Linked DNA regions of Triticum aestivum: region 2 is linked to region 1. Evidence: chromatin contacts called from public Hi-C data. All regions are on one chromosome and are shown on one strand. Each heading gives the region's core, a stretch centred on a gene start, on an enhancer-like site or on the middle of the called end of the contact. The rest is flanking DNA. Distances are from core to core; before and after follow the strand shown.

The links. Hi-C and Micro-C count contacts between places; a contact is called where the count stands out from the background.
Region 2: a contact with region 1 is called in a Hi-C map of an unstated tissue, with 5 times the contacts expected there. The contact joins the promoter of LOC123170018 here to the enhancer-like site in region 1. A contact is called at or near these places in 3 of 5 Hi-C or Micro-C datasets (leaf and an unstated tissue).

Annotation. Positions count from the first base shown.
Region 1 is chr1D:361,739,604-361,747,270 of IWGSC CS RefSeq v2.1, forward strand. No RefSeq gene overlaps it. Among protein-coding and RNA genes, the nearest start is that of LOC123170018, 130 kb to the right of the region's middle. Within about 2 kb of position 4,163, at least 3 of the 8 cell types and tissues checked have an H3K27ac peak or open chromatin away from gene starts, as enhancers often do. A contact at or near this core is called in leaf, where this site is marked.
Region 2 is chr1D:361,867,584-361,875,250 of IWGSC CS RefSeq v2.1, forward strand. LOC123170018 (gibberellin 20 oxidase 2) reads left to right here and starts at 2,967. Exons shown (of 3, transcript XM_044587870.1): 1 at 2,967-3,651; 2 at 3,732-4,056; 3 at 5,118-5,658. The coding sequence starts at 3,044. The coding sequence ends at 5,423.

The DNA.
Region 1 (7,667 bases), core at 2,913-5,412:
TCTGAAAATTCATGAACATTTTGTAAAATTAATGAACATTTTGTTTATAATCATGAACATTTTTTAATCACTGAGTATTTATCATTTCCTGAACATTTTCGAAATTATGAACATTGTCTTAATTGACAAATTTTTTTAAAAAAGGAAAAAGTGAAAACAGGGAAAAAGAAAAACCTAGTGTTGCCTAAAGCGAGCGTCATATTCGACCGTCCCAATTAGTGTCGTGTTAGGTTAGTTCATTTTTCTTTGTTTTTTTCATACGTTCATTTTTTTCTCTTGCTCGTGTTTTAAAAAATACTCACTCTCTCTATACATATACATACACACACATAGATGTATAAATACATATGTATGTCGTAGCAAAAAAAATACGTATGTATGTATGTATATTCCCAAACTTATATTTACTTCAAAAAAATAAAACCGCAAATTTGAAAAAAAATGTTTACACTATGTAAGCAAAATTGTTAGCGTAATTTTCGAAAAATGTTGATAGCATTAAAAAATGTTTGTGACATTTGACAAATGTTCATGCGTGTCAAAGCTAAATCCAACGGATCCCTCGGTAGGGTATTCTAGCTAGATGACTTGGCGAAATATTAACACGAGCGAGTTTTATCTAGATTCAGACTCTTTGGAGAAGATAATACCCGATGTCGTGTTTGTATTTATTGTGTTACTGTGTACATAGTTCATGCAAAGTACCGAAAGATTGTAAGTTGTCTAACTACGAGCCTGGTCTCGGGCTTATATAGCATACTGAGGGGCCTAGTTGGCGCTTCAGGCGCCAGCTAAGAGACCTGGCGCTCACAGCCGCCGAATCATGGGCCGGCCCATGTGGCAAGCCATGCCCGCTCAACTCGCCCCGCCTCGAGGCTCATTCTCGTTCACTCGAGCCTCGAGGGCGAGAGCTCCTCCTTGGCGCCTTCAGCGCCCGCTGGCGATTCCAGCGCCCACTGTGTCACTAGCATGGGCCTGGCCCGGCAGCGAACGCTGGCTGCTGCCGCTCGCTTGATCGCTGGCTATCGCTGCCCGCTCGATCGCTGGCTCCCGCTTGATCTTTTTTTCTTCATTCTAAAAACTGCTACAGTGCAGACTATTTCTCTTAGAAAAAACCGGTTTGCTACTGTATGTACTCTTGTCTTAGAAAAAAAGTTCATCGACTTTAAAAATAAGTTCATTGAATTTGAAAAAAAATTCATCATGTTCCAAAAAAGTTCATCGAGTTTGAAAAAAGTTCATCGAGTTTCAAAAAAGTTCATCGAGTTTGAGAAAAAGTTCATCGAGCTTCAAAAAAGTTCATCGAGTTTGAAAAACTGTTCATCGAGTTTGAAAAAACTTCACCGAGTTTGAAAAAGGTTCATCGAGATTCAAAAAAGTTCATCGAGATTTTTAAAAAGTTCATCGATTTTAAAAAAAAGTTCATCGAATTTGAGAAAAAGTTCACCAAAATTTGAAATATAAATTTAATCGAATTTGAGAAAAAGTTCATCGATTTTGCATCAAACCCAGGAAGAAAGAGAAAAAAGAAAAACAGAAAATGGAAAAAAGAAAAAGGAAAAGGGAAAAAGGAAAAAAGAAAAGACAAGGAAGAAAAGAACAAGAAAGATGCACGTAACCACATTAGGCTTGCTAGCTTGATGGTTAGTGATGTGTACTATGAAGCAGGAGGTTGCCTGTTCGAATCGCGGTTCACCCGCTTTTCTTTTGCTTCGCGATTGCGGGAAGCAAAACGGGCCAGGCCCAAAAACGCGACGCGAGGAGAGGGGGGGTATGCGCCCGATTGCGGAAACAACTAAAACGGGCGCTTAAGGCGCCAAATAGGATTTAGCCTCGAGGGCTGCTTGTACGGTCTTGGTTGACTTTAAAAGGAGAGGAAAAAATTAAACAAAAAACCGCAAAAAAGGGAAAAATCGTGATTACAAAAAGTTCACAGATTTTGAAAAGCTTCGTCCATTTTATTTTAAAAAAAATCATCGAATTTCGAAAAAGTTCACAAATTTTTTAAAAAGTTCATCCATTTGAAAAAAAGTTCATCAAACTTGAAAAAGTTTATCGATTATGAAAAGGGTTCACCGAATTTAAGAAAACTTCATCAAACTAGAAAAAGTTCATCGATTTTGAAAAAAGTTCACCAAATTTAGAAAAGAGTTCATCCGTTTAAAATTTTTTTATCAAATTTGAAAAATAGTTCATCGATTTGAATGGGAAAATAATCAATTTTAAAATAGTTCATCTAATTTAGAAAAATGTTCATCAAATTTCAAAAAAGTTCACCGAATTTGATAAACAAGCTCATCAAATCCAAAAAAACATTCATTGAATTTTTTTTAAAAATCATCATATTGTAAAAATGACATCGATTTTGGAAAGAAAATTATTAGATTGTAAAAAAAAGTTCATCAATTTAGAAAAACAGTTCATCAAAATTAGAAAAAGTTCATGGATTTTTTTCAATAGATCATAGATTTTGAAAAAAAAATCATCAATTTGACAAGAAGTTCAGCGAATTCCCAAAAGTTCATCGATTTGAAGAAAAAGTTCACATTTTTACAAAAGCAATTCATTGAACCAGGAAGAAAAAAACAGAAAAAGAAAAATGAAAACAAAAAAAAGGAAAAAGAAAAAGAGTGAAAATAGGAAAGCAAAGGAATAAAAGAAGAAAACAGTTGGTGGTTACCAGAACGCACTTTGTGGCATGCTGGTTGGACGAGCATACCTCCGTGACTGTGACGGCGGTCGCCGGTTTGAGGGAGCTCCTACCTGCTCTCTCCGGCAGGTTGTCGCTCGCACGCACAAGGGGTCTACGCCTGGGCCGGCCCGATTGAGAACTGTAGCTCAAAAATAAAGGCCCGATTGAGAACTGTAGCATGAAAATAAAAGCGCCGAGCGGGTACCGAACCGAGGATCTCGTCCTAGCGTCAATGCGCTACTACCAGTGGAGCTAGCAAGCTTTAATGCTCAAAATACAGCACAAACATTAAAAATGAACTGCCGAGCGCAAATGCGATTTTTTTTCGAAATTTCAAACGCATTTTTCGACAAAAAAAAACTGAATGATTTGTGAAACGCAACTACTTTCGAATGTTTTGTGAAACGCAACTGCCACATTTTCGAAAATCATGAACAATGTTTTGATATGGGAACAATTTTGTAATCCCAGAACAAAATTTGTAAAGGTAAAAAAAATTATGAAACTGCGAACATTTTTTGAAATGTGAATTTTTTTTTAAACCGCACATTTTTTGAATTGTGAACAAATTTTGAAACATGAACAAATTTCAAATTCACGAACAAAAATTGTGAATATTTTTCGAATTATGAACAAATTTTGAAATCATAGATATTTTTTGAATTTTGAACAATTTATGAAACATGAATAAATTTCAAATTCGTGAACAAAATTATAAAACGGCGAGCATTTTTCAAATCTGCGGACAAATTTTGATACTGCAAACATTTTTCAAATTGTGAACAAATTTTGAAACATGAACAAATTTCAAATTGGTGAACAAAATTATAATGTTGTGAACATTTTTCGAATTCTGAACAAATTTGGAAACCGCAATTATTTTTCTCATTTTGAAGAAATTTGCAAACATGAATAAATTTCAAATTCGCGAACAAAAATGTAAAATTGTGAACATTTTTTGAATCTGCGAGTAAATTTTGAAAAGCTTGAACATTTTTGAATTGTGACAAATTTTGGAACACGAACAAATTTCAAATTCATGAACAAAATTATAAAATTATGAACATTTTTCGTTAAACCGTGAACATTATGAAAATAAAAACAAATGAAAAAAACAGAAAAAGAAAAATGAGAGAAGAAGAACAGAAAAAAGAAAATAGAAAAAACAGAATAAAGAAAAAATCAATTGAAGGAATAGTCTAGAAGTTTCCCAAAACCAGCTGGGAACCTCTAGAAGGTTCCCAAAACCTGGAGCGTTGGAACGATTCAACGGGCCGGGCTGTTGCGTCGCTGCTCGGTCGCTCGCCTGTTTGAAGCGTTTGTCGCAAAGAGCGGCAAATAGGATTTCCCCAGGTTCGTTACGTGAAACTGGCGTTGTTTTTGCCGGTTGAAAACACGGTATATGGGCCGAGCCCAACTAACGTAGCTGCAGACGCCGGTTTACAGAGAACAGCTATAACCGGCGCCTGTAGCGCTAAATAGGATTCGCCAAGTTAGACTGTCGAGGGTTCGCACAGGCGATCCCCCGAGGGCGAGAACTGGGCCAGCCGGTTTTGGGAGCCTTCCAGAAGGTTCCCTGAACCGGTTTTTGTGCTTATGTCGGTTTTAGCGGTTTTCTTATGTGATTTTTTCCTTTTTTTTCGTTTTTCTGTTTCATTTCTTTTTTCGGTTTCTTCTTCTCTGTTTCTTTTCTTTGCTTTTGTTTTTTGTTTCTTTTTCAGGTTCATATTTTCTCGTTTGCCTTTTTTAAAAAATTGCAAATTTAAAAAATGTGTAACATCTTCCAAACTTGTTCGTTTTTTACATTTTTTCGAAAATTAAAATTGTATTGATGTTTTAAAAAAATTGTTTGCATTGTTCAAAAGTTCAGAATTTTGAAATTTGTTCACGTTCTCCAAAAATTTGAAGTTTCAAAATTTTGTTCATGCTTTCCAAATATTGTTTGTGATTTCAAAATTTGTTCATGTTTTCAAAAAATTCAGAGTTTACAAAAATTGTTCGTCAATTTTTTGTTCTCATTTTCCAAAATTTTTTTGTGTGTTCAAATTTTTTTCATAAATCCCAAAATTTGTTCATGTTGAACAAAATTGTTTGCATTTTCCAAAGTATTCAGAATTTTGAAATTTGTTCACATTTTCAAAAAGGTCAAAGTATTAAAAAATATCATGTTTCTCCAAAATTGTTCGCAATCTTTAAATTTGTTTGTATTTTTTTGAAAGTTCAGAGTTTCAACTTTGTTCATGATTTCAAAAAAAAATCACATTTCTTAAAATTTCAAAAATGTGTTCGAAAATTTTTGTTCACGGATTTTGTTCCAAAATATTTTTCATTTTCAAATTTTGTTCTGAGTTTGAAGAAATGTTCTGTTTCAAAAATTGTTCACGGATTCTAAAAATATTCGCGTTTCCAAATGTTTGGTCGGAGTTTCAAAAAATTGTTGACATATTCAAAAACTATTTGAGATTTTTATGTTTCTTCTCAAATTTGAAAAGTGTTCGCTTACATTTTTTTTTCAAAATTGTTCGCGTTCGGAATTTGACAAAATGTTCGGATCTACATTATCTTTAGCTTCACGCGCCCTAGTAAACCAAGAAAAATTATCTATCACGTTGGCTATGCTCAGGCGTAAGCAATAGGAGGTCCCTTGTTCGATCCCTCCCTCGAGCACTCATTTTTTCAGGGTTTTCACTGTGTTGCGCTAATGGGACGGCCCAGCTGGAGTCGCGCCTGTGCGTCCGCTCGGCAATTCGCTGCAACGAGCGGGGCATTGGACCTCCATTGAGCCATCCTAAGCGAACGAACTTGTTGAACGTGACTTATTTGTATTGCTATTCCTATCTTCTCTAGCCTTGTATAGTTGACTCCTAGAGATATGGTAGGATTAGTTTCTTTGTCACGCAAGACATCCTGTGTATATATTGTGACCGACTCCATGAAATACAATTGAGTTGCATCCTACATCTTTCTACATGGTATCAGTTTCCCTCACGATCTCCATCGCTTCCGCCCTACGCCGCCGCACCTCCATGTAGCCGCCGCTGCACCCTTCCAACCCTAGGCCGCCGCCGCTCCTCTTTACTGCCGCCGGCGTCGCAACTCCCCAAAACCCTAAAGCCGCCGCTAGCCTCCCGTGGCCGCCGCCGCACCTCCCAAACCCTAACCGCCGCTGCCACCCCTCGCGCAGCCGCCACCCTCTCCAACACTGTCGTCGCCTTATGCCGCCGCCGCCCTCTCCCTCCACCACCTCCCAAACCCTAACGCGTCGCGCTCCCCTCTTACCATGTCCCGCTCCAAGGCCGATCCCTCCGACGCCGGCTCCTTCGCTGGCGCCATGTTCACCTCCGATCGCCTCAACGAGCTCCACATCAAGGATCATGTGCCCGTCATCCTCGACCTCGACTCGCCGTCCTACAATGCATGGCGCACCTACTTCGCACTGTTGTTCCGCTCCTACCGTCTCATCGAGCACGTTGATGGGAGCATCGACTTCCGCGACATGAAGGACGATGATGAGTGGCTTGCCGTGGACGCCTGCATCGTCAAGTGGCTCTTCCTCACCATCTCCCAAGGTCTCTTCAACATGGTGAACTCCCGTGACCCCTTGGTGTACGCCATGTGGACACGGTTGTGCGACCTCTTCCTCGACAATCAACTCCAACGCCGCGTCTTCCTCCAAGGGGAGTTTTTCACTATGCAGCAAAACGATCTTTCGATCGGTGAGTACTGCACGCGACAGAAGGTTCTCACCGACGAGCTGCACGACGTCGGCATGACCATCGACGACTCCGTCCTCCTTACAAACCTCCTTCGCGGCCTCCACCCCGACCTTGGCTAGTCCGCCGCCAACCTCTCCCTCGTCACGCCGACGTACGCGAAGGTAGTCATGTACCTTCGCATGGAGGAGAAGTGCCTTCGTCACTCCGCCCGGCAGGCGACCCTCGCCGCCGGCCACGACGCTCCTCCAGCCCCGCCAGCACCGCGCGCGCCTGCTCCCACCCCACCACCCGCGCCAGCGCCCTCTGGTGGCCGCAGGTAGAAGGGTCGCGGGTGTCGGGGCCGCAACGGCAATACGGCGCAGCGCCCTCCCGCGCCGAACGCTGCTGCTCCCCCTCCGCCGTGGCTCTCGGGGTACAATCCCTAGACGGGCGTCGTGCATGCTTGCTCCATGCCCGTCCCCTGTCCCCCCGCTCCGGGCATCCTCGGGCCACGGCCGACCTCTCGTCAAGCGATGCTGACCGTGCCGGCTCCCGCGGCATACGGCAACGCCGCGGCCTACGGTGGTTCTCCGGGCTACGACGCATATGGTGGCGCCCCTCCGGTCTATGACCCGGCGCTCCTCTCCGCTCTTCATGTTGCACCCTCGTCGAGCACCTACAACGGAGGCGGTGATTGGTACATGGGCACCGGCGCCGCCGCTCACATGGCCTCCAACCCCGGTATCCTCTCCTGTGCCTCCCCCCTATCCTTTCTCCTCTTGCATCGTGGTCGGTGATGGGAGTTCTCTCCCCATCACCCATCACGGTTCGTCCTCCCTCCCGTTACCTTCTTCTTCCTTAACACTTAATAATGTGCTTGTCTCACCATCCTTAATCAAAAACATATGTTTTGTACGTACTCTTACTCGTGAAAATCATGTCATTGTTGAGTTTGACGCTCTCGGTTTCTCTGTTAAGGATACTCGCTCCCGGAGGGTTCTGCACTGATGTGATTCTCCCGATGATCTCTACCCATGCGGTCCTACTACGCGCGACAGTCCGGTTGCTCTTCACGCCGATGTTTCACTTTGGCACGCTCGACTTGGTCATCTCGGCGCCGACGCTCTTCATAAAATTTTGAGCACTTTTCCCTTTCCATGTAATAAATCAGCGGCTCATACTTGTCATGCTTGCCGCATCGGCAAACATGTTCTCCTGCCATTTTCTTCACCTTCATCAATTCCTACTTTTCCCTTTGATGTTATTCATTGTGATGTTTG
Region 2 (7,667 bases), core at 1,717-4,216, 130 kb after region 1:
AGCGTAGATCGAAAGGATCCAACCTAAAGACACACCAACGAAGACGAACAAAGACCGGATTCGAGTGGATCCATCAAAGATAACCACCGACCGAATCTTGCGAGGACTACTGGAGACACGCCTCAACGTGCCCTCCGACGATGCTAGACGCATCACCGGAACAGTGGCTAGGCATGGAGAACCTTATTCCATCTTTAGGGAGGCACCGCCGACTCGTCTCCCTGATTAGAACAAAAATCCTAGTAGAACTCAAAGAAAACAAATAAAAACGAACCCTCCCGCCAGTAAGGGTCGGGATCCACCCCCCCCCCCCTAGTCCTAAGGTCACAGGAGACGAGGCAAATCGGAGATGCCTCCGACGAGAGGCAAAAACCCTAACCGCTTGTTCGCTTGGAGGAAAGGCGAAGAGGCAGAAAATAATGACATACACGCACATACACTTAACTCCGTGCATTCGGCTTATACAATCTACATGGGTCGGTTTATAATGGTTTTCGGCTTGTACGATTTTAATACTTCAGTAAATATGATAAGGAATTAAGTTATTGTTCGGATTGATGTAAACCAAATTATTTCGGTATGGTTTCGGTATATACTGTAATAACCAAAGTTCAAGTGAATTTGAAAATGACATAATAATAATTTACAAATTTATGACTCAAACATGTACTTCTTATACAAACAATATATATAACTGTATATAAGTATATATGCATCCATGGATTCATACCATGATGGGTATGGACGTGCTTAGCAATTTTTAAGAGAAAAGCAACTACGTTACAATAAAAATGAACTTGATTAGCAGGGAATCATGCCATGATGGGTATGAACGTGATTAGTAGGGATTCATGCCATGATGGGTATGCCAATGCAAGGCACGCCACTAGTAAGTGTCCCACTAGTAGCGTGTCGGTGCAGTCTTATGCCATAATATATAACTCAATTGCCTCAAACTACTTTGTACATCTAGCTTCATCAACTTTCACCTTCTCTTCTTCCTCCCCTTCACTTATTTCTTCTCCCTCTTGTCTTATTTCTTCACTTCCTTCTTCTCCTCCTCTCTCTTTCCGTTTAATTCTTCCTCCTCTCCCTTATATCTTCTTCCCCCTCACTATATTTCCCCTCTCTCTTCTCTTATTCCTTCACTTCTTCCTCCTCCCTCTAGCCGACGAGTACCCTACGTGGCCGAGAATAGAGCCACCGAAGCGTAGAGATAAGGTAGCAGCTCCACGCACGAGCCTGAGTTGGCCGAGGGCGCCGTAATTAGCCTTCCTCACCGTCGTCGTGGCCGAGCTCCTCATCGCTCCCGTCGTCTCGGTCATGAAGTCTCTACCATTGCCTATGTACCCCGTGTCTGGCTAATCATCACACTACAGCAGCACGTCCACCAAATCCTGTGACAAATCATACACCACCGGTGGCAAGCCCCCCCCCCCCCTAAAAAACTGGCGAGCCCACTCGTCCTCCTTTGTGTCTCCAAATGACCTTTTGCTCAGAGAACCTCATTCACACCAAGAAATCCAAAATGAGACTTCTTCATCCATGATGTCCGTTAAACCAAGGTATAACAGTCCAATATAATTACCGGTTGCCCATGCCACAGTTATCAACATGTCAACTATGTAGTTACTCAGCTGTCATGTGATATTTAACAACATGGGACAACTATAGTTACCAGTTGCTCTTGTTACGTTTGTCGACTGTGTTAGGTCACAATTGACCAACATAGTAGTGATGTGGTTACATTGGTGGTTGTGGCGATGTCCAAATTTAGAACCTATGATTATCCATGAGTAGTCTAACAACCAATGTAATGTTTGTCGATTACAATATGTGAACAATATCGGTAACTCTTATAGTACCAGGCGATAACTTTCGACCTCAAAAATTATGAAAATGTGAGGGGAAAAAGTCCAGTATTAATGCTCAATAACTTTCGTGTGAACAAATTGGTAACATACGCATTACAACCTTGTACCTTCAAAAAAATGTCAAAACAAGCAACATCGAATCTAGTTTCAAAGACTTTGTCACGATGGATTTAATGGTGAGAAAGGAGTATGAATCGGACCAATGGCTTGAGCTATAAAACATTTGATTTGGTGAAATGTTTGTTGACATCAACTTTTTGTCATCTAGTGAATGCATGTATGTGCATCTGAGAAGGGGCGTGGGATTAACTTGTTTTTTCTACCTAAAATCAATCTTATGATGACTTGTGATTTGGCATACAGGATAGTTGTTTTACAGGTCATACGCACACACGGTTGCTTCACATTGCAAGTCAGATCGCTTGAACAACGATCCAACAAAACTGGCATTGGGCATGGGATTTTGTTATGAACACAGTAGAGAAGTAGACGCTCATACATACGCACATGCACACCCTATTCTTATGGGCATCTCCGATAGACTAAGCCAACACATCGTCTTGAGATTGATGTCGCCATAGACGCCTTCATAGTCGACATGTACGTCTCCTACCACTAAACACACATGGCCGAAAGACCTAAAATAAATCCAGAAAAAATGCGATCATCAATGCCAGGTCTAGAATTTGAATTCTGGTTGGTTGGTTCCACCAAGGAACCTAACCATCTCACCATCTGAGCTACCCTCGGTTTGTGGGCATGGGGTTATGACATGTGGATGATTTTGGTATACCTAGTTATTGCACGTCTAAATGACTCAATCAAACGAGAAAGAAAAATAATAATAATAATAAAAGACAAAAGAAAATGCTTGCACGAATCTTAATGAAAAATCAATGACATAGGGTTTAGATATGCAATACTTAGAGCACATCTAGATGTGCTTTAACAAAACTGTACCTAAAACATGTATGTAGAATCTATTCCAAGATCTGAATTATTGTATGACATGTGGGGCGGTTTTTTTGGAGTTTGTACATTAAACCATCACTTGTGCTAAACTTGGCTTGTCACTTTGTCGTGCATCAAACTGGCCCGGCTTTTCTCGTTACAAATAGCCCTCAAGCTTCCTTCAAACCCGCCCACCAGTAGCACATAGTGTGTTTGCCATGGTGGACCTATCGAACTTTCTAGAAGCCAATGCAGCAATGCCGTTTCCGGCCATGGAAGTTGCTCGGAGTCCTCACCTCCCATGCGTTCCCGTGGACGCGAACGCGACAGACAGCAACAGTGCCACCGACGTCCTCGACCTCTGGCGGCAGCAAAAACAAATCCCGGCTCCCTTCGTCTGGCCCAACGCCGACGCACGGCCGTCGTCGATGTTGGAGCTGGACGTGCCTGTGGTCGACATAGGCGCAGCTCTGCACAGCGCCGCCGGGATGGGCCGTGCCGCGGCGCAGGTCGCCGAGGCGTGCGCGAGCCACGGCTTCTTCCAGGTGACAGGGCACGGCGTGGACCCTGCGCTGGCCCGCGCCGCGCTCGACGGCGCGGCGGACTTCTTCCGACTGCCGCTCGCCACTAAGCAGGGCGCCCGCCGCTCCCCGGGGACCGTGGAAGGGTACGCCTCCGCCCACGCCGACCGCTTCGCCGCCAAGCTTCCCTGGAAGGAGACTCTCTCCTTCAGCCACAACCACGACGACGTCGGCGCCCGCGGCAACAGCCACGTCGTCGTGGACTACTTCACCTCCGCCCTAGGCGACGACTTCAAGCACCTAGGGTTGGTAAACCGACTTAATTGTTCTGCTTCTGCAGTCCGATTTTGGCACACACACCTAAACTACGTACGCGTGGTCGCAGGGAGGTGTACCAGGAGTACTGTGAGGCGATGGAGGAGGCGTCGCTGGCGATAATGGAGGTGCTGGGGATGAGCCTGGGGCTGGGGAGAGGGTACTACAGGGACTACTTCGCCGACGGCAGCTCCATCATGAGGTGCAACTACTACCCGCGGTGCCCGGAGCCGGACCGGACGCTGGGCACGGGGCCGCACTGCGACCCGTCGGCGCTGACCATCCTGCTGCAGGACGGCGACGTGGACGGGCTCCAGGTGCTCGTCGACGGCGCATGGCGCTTCGTGCGGCCAAAGACCGGCGAGCTCGTGGTAAACATCGGCGACACCTTCATGGTACGTACTCTTCCCGGTCTGCCGGTCATGGTATGGGATAGCTGCTATGATGTCTACAGGAACGTACGCACCATCGCTTGCTTAAATTTGTTCTAGACTAGATTCGATAATACTTGTAGTGTCATCTTCAATAAATACGGGAGTTGTTATTCCAGAGAACCGTTGCTCTATGGGATAGCTGCTAGTGTCGTCACGAGCGTAAAAGTGTTGCTCTCTCCGCAATCCACAGTGATCAACAACAGATCAACACGTAAGGACACAATTGCCTCTGAAGCAACACCTTGAGCACACGGCAACATGAATTTTTGTGAGAGGACGAGAACGACAGGTCGGCCGGAGGAGAACCATGGGAAGAAGCCAAACGTTTTTGCTAACACAAGTGCATGTTTATCTATATATAAAGACTGAAGCAAACGGCCTTTCAACTGCATCGCTTGTCTTAACTAGTTAACTCTTAACTGCATCGTGTGTCTCTACTATGTTCTTCTGTTGGATTGTATATTTCAACTACCAGTATTAGGCATTCATGCACGTCTACACATGGACACGCATATGTAAGTGATGCGTGCATGGTTAGTCGTCTCTTTCCAGGCAAGCTTTTGAACCACCAAGAGCGAGTGACCGGAAAAGGATACGCGGTTGTTTCTCTTTTGGCCGTTTTGGACGCTTGCCTATCTTGGCAGGCAGGCCGTGGTGGCCGGCGGGGCCTGTCCCCCGCAGCGGTGGGTGACGCCAAAGGAGTCTGTGTGCCGTGACGAGTGCCCGTCCGTAGCTCCTGCCTGCCCTCACCCCCCTATCTGTCTATGCTTGTGCGCGCGGCAGCGGAGCGCACAGCACTCGACCGACGACTCCTCCGCACGTCTCGTCATGCCCGCACCGGTCCGTGCGCCGGCCTCGTCCTCTCTTCTTTCTCTTTATTTAAAACGTGTCGAGTTGGCATCCCGGCGGCGAGCAGCCCGCGTGTCGAGCGCTCGGCTTCTTCCGATCCGAGGTTTTCTTTTGCTAGCCTAGCAGACGAGCACGGATTCACTTGCATTAGTTGGTGTATGTATGGCTTGCAGGCGCTGTCCAACGGGCGGTACAAGAGCTGCCTCCACCGCGCGGTGGTGCACCGGGAGAAAGAGCGCCGGTCGCTGGCCTACTTCCTCGCCCCGCGGGAGGACCGGGTGGTGCGCCCGCCACCGTCGCCGGCGCCGGCGCCGCGGCTCTACCCGGACTTCACCTGGGCGGAGCTCATGCGCTTCACGCAGCGCCACTACCGCGCCGACGCCCGCACGCTCGACGCCTTCGCGCGCTGGCTCGACCCGCCCACCTGCTCCGCCACGCCCTTGTCGCACGGCCCGGCCCAGGCCCAAGGGACTGTCTAGTGTGCGTGATTGATTAGCTATCTCTGCTGTTCTTGCTAAAAAAAATCTATCTCTGATGTTATATGTATACAACGACTTGTGTCTGTTCTGGGCTTGTGTTTCTTCTTGTATGTACATCCATCGGAGGCATATGTGAGCTAGTAACTGCGGTACTAACTAGTAATTAGTAGTATGTATATTTCTTACATCGTGATCCTTGTGTACCCAATCCACTACTTAGAAGTTGTTGAATGAAGTCATGTGGGATGCTCGAGGATAGAAGCTGAGTCAGATTGTGAACTTGTGATTGATGCAGTAAAAGATCCTTATAGATTCAATGGTTCCCAAGCAGCAATGATTGTTGAATGCGCTCGACTCTCTTGTGACTTCGGACAGGTGAAATTTTTCTTATGCAACCGAGAAGCAAACAGTGTAGCACATGCTTTGGCTAAGCAAGCATATATGCCCAAGAATTCTTCTGTTTGGGAAGATGACCCGCCTGATTTTATTTCTTCTTTGATTGTAAATGACATTGTTATCATCTCACAAATGAAATCTTTACCCTGTCAAAAAAAGCTTAGAAGTTGTTGGATAAAGCTTCACTAGAAGGGTTTGTTGTTTGTGCAACAAACCCCCTTTATTGAACTCGTGCTCCAGCCAGTTGCGTCAAAAGTTTGAACTGATGGAGAGAGGCGGGCAATATATTTCACACCCCCCTCCTCACGTCTAGTCTTATTTAATTCTTGGACGTTGGATCGATGTAGACCACAGAATCTTTTTATTTAATACTGCGTTGGCAAGGTTTTAAACTCAAAACCTCTTGGCTCGGATAGCATATTGAATTCATGCTCCAGCTAGTTGCTACAAAAGTCCGGGCTGATAGGGAGAGACAGACAATATATTTCATCACCCCTGACTACGCACTCAATTATAAGGAGACTGACAAAACAACACAATGATAAACAATTTATGGTAAACGCACCATACCAAAATTCCTTTTTTTAGGGTTGTCACTTCCCTAAATTTAGTGAACCCCGTCGATTTATGTCCTGGAAGAGCATCCTGGAACCTGGCTTGATAAATACAAAACAAGATATGTTTATATTACGGAAAATGGTTTTTTCATAAATATTCTCCAACAGGCGAATTTAGTGCCATGTTTTCATCTTGGCGCAATCTAATTTGAGAAAGGTAGTACTCAAATGATCCTCCGGAGATAGATTATAAGGATCAAGTCAGTGGAAGAATCATCTAAAATTGTTCTCTTCCTTCAAAGCAAATGTTGAATGAAAAGTTGGAAATGGAAACTCCACACTCCTCTGGTTTGACTCCTGGCTAGATCAACGACTGATCCAAAAAAATAAATTAGAGTTGCACTCTTTTGCTATCAATGACTGATAAGCCTTTACCTCTTTTGTGAATTCATAAGATTTGACTGTGCACTTTCAGAGACCACTTTCTACTCAAGCTTTCACACAATACAGTGAACTTCAAGAGTTGAGACACAACACTTTCAGCCACAAGTACAAGATAAATGGACCTGTCAGGGAAAGAATAATGGATATTCATCTATCAAGATGTATAGTTGCTTACAAGCACATGTAGAAGCTCATGTCTTGCTTAAATGGCTTTGGAAAAATGTGGTAGCAGATGCAACCCTCTTGAAGAAGAAATCCATGCATCTTGGTTGTTATGACTGTGTTTTACAATGAGAAATCTGAAGAAACAACTATGCATTTATTCTACGACTACCCCTTTTCTCAAGACTATTGGGCAAGTATCCTTCCCACGAGAATCTCCCTGTTTGATGAAATCATTCAAGCTCGTAAGATGCTGACAAAGAATATTGCCATCTTATCTTATAATTACTAATTGAAGGCACCATTCGAGTCATCACGTTAATCCACATCAGCAGGATTAATGTAGCCATTAGATTATAAAATTAATGGTCAAGATATATTAGAAGACTCTACAAGATTTTTAATACAGAAAATAACACGTACATCAAGAAGGTTAAACCAAGACGTACATGGAAGAGTCCTCAACAAGCACGTCAAGCTTCAACCTGCAAAAATCCATGTGCCTTGCTTTTTGATGGAAAAAACATAACTACTTCAAAGACTCCTCAACACCTACGTCTCCATAGAAAAACACCCACGTTCACTTTCTTTGCTGGCAAGTTTTTATTGGTTTTCAAGCTATACAAATCCACGTGCCATCTCCCTTTATGATGGAAAAGAGATATGTACAATATTTAATAGCCAA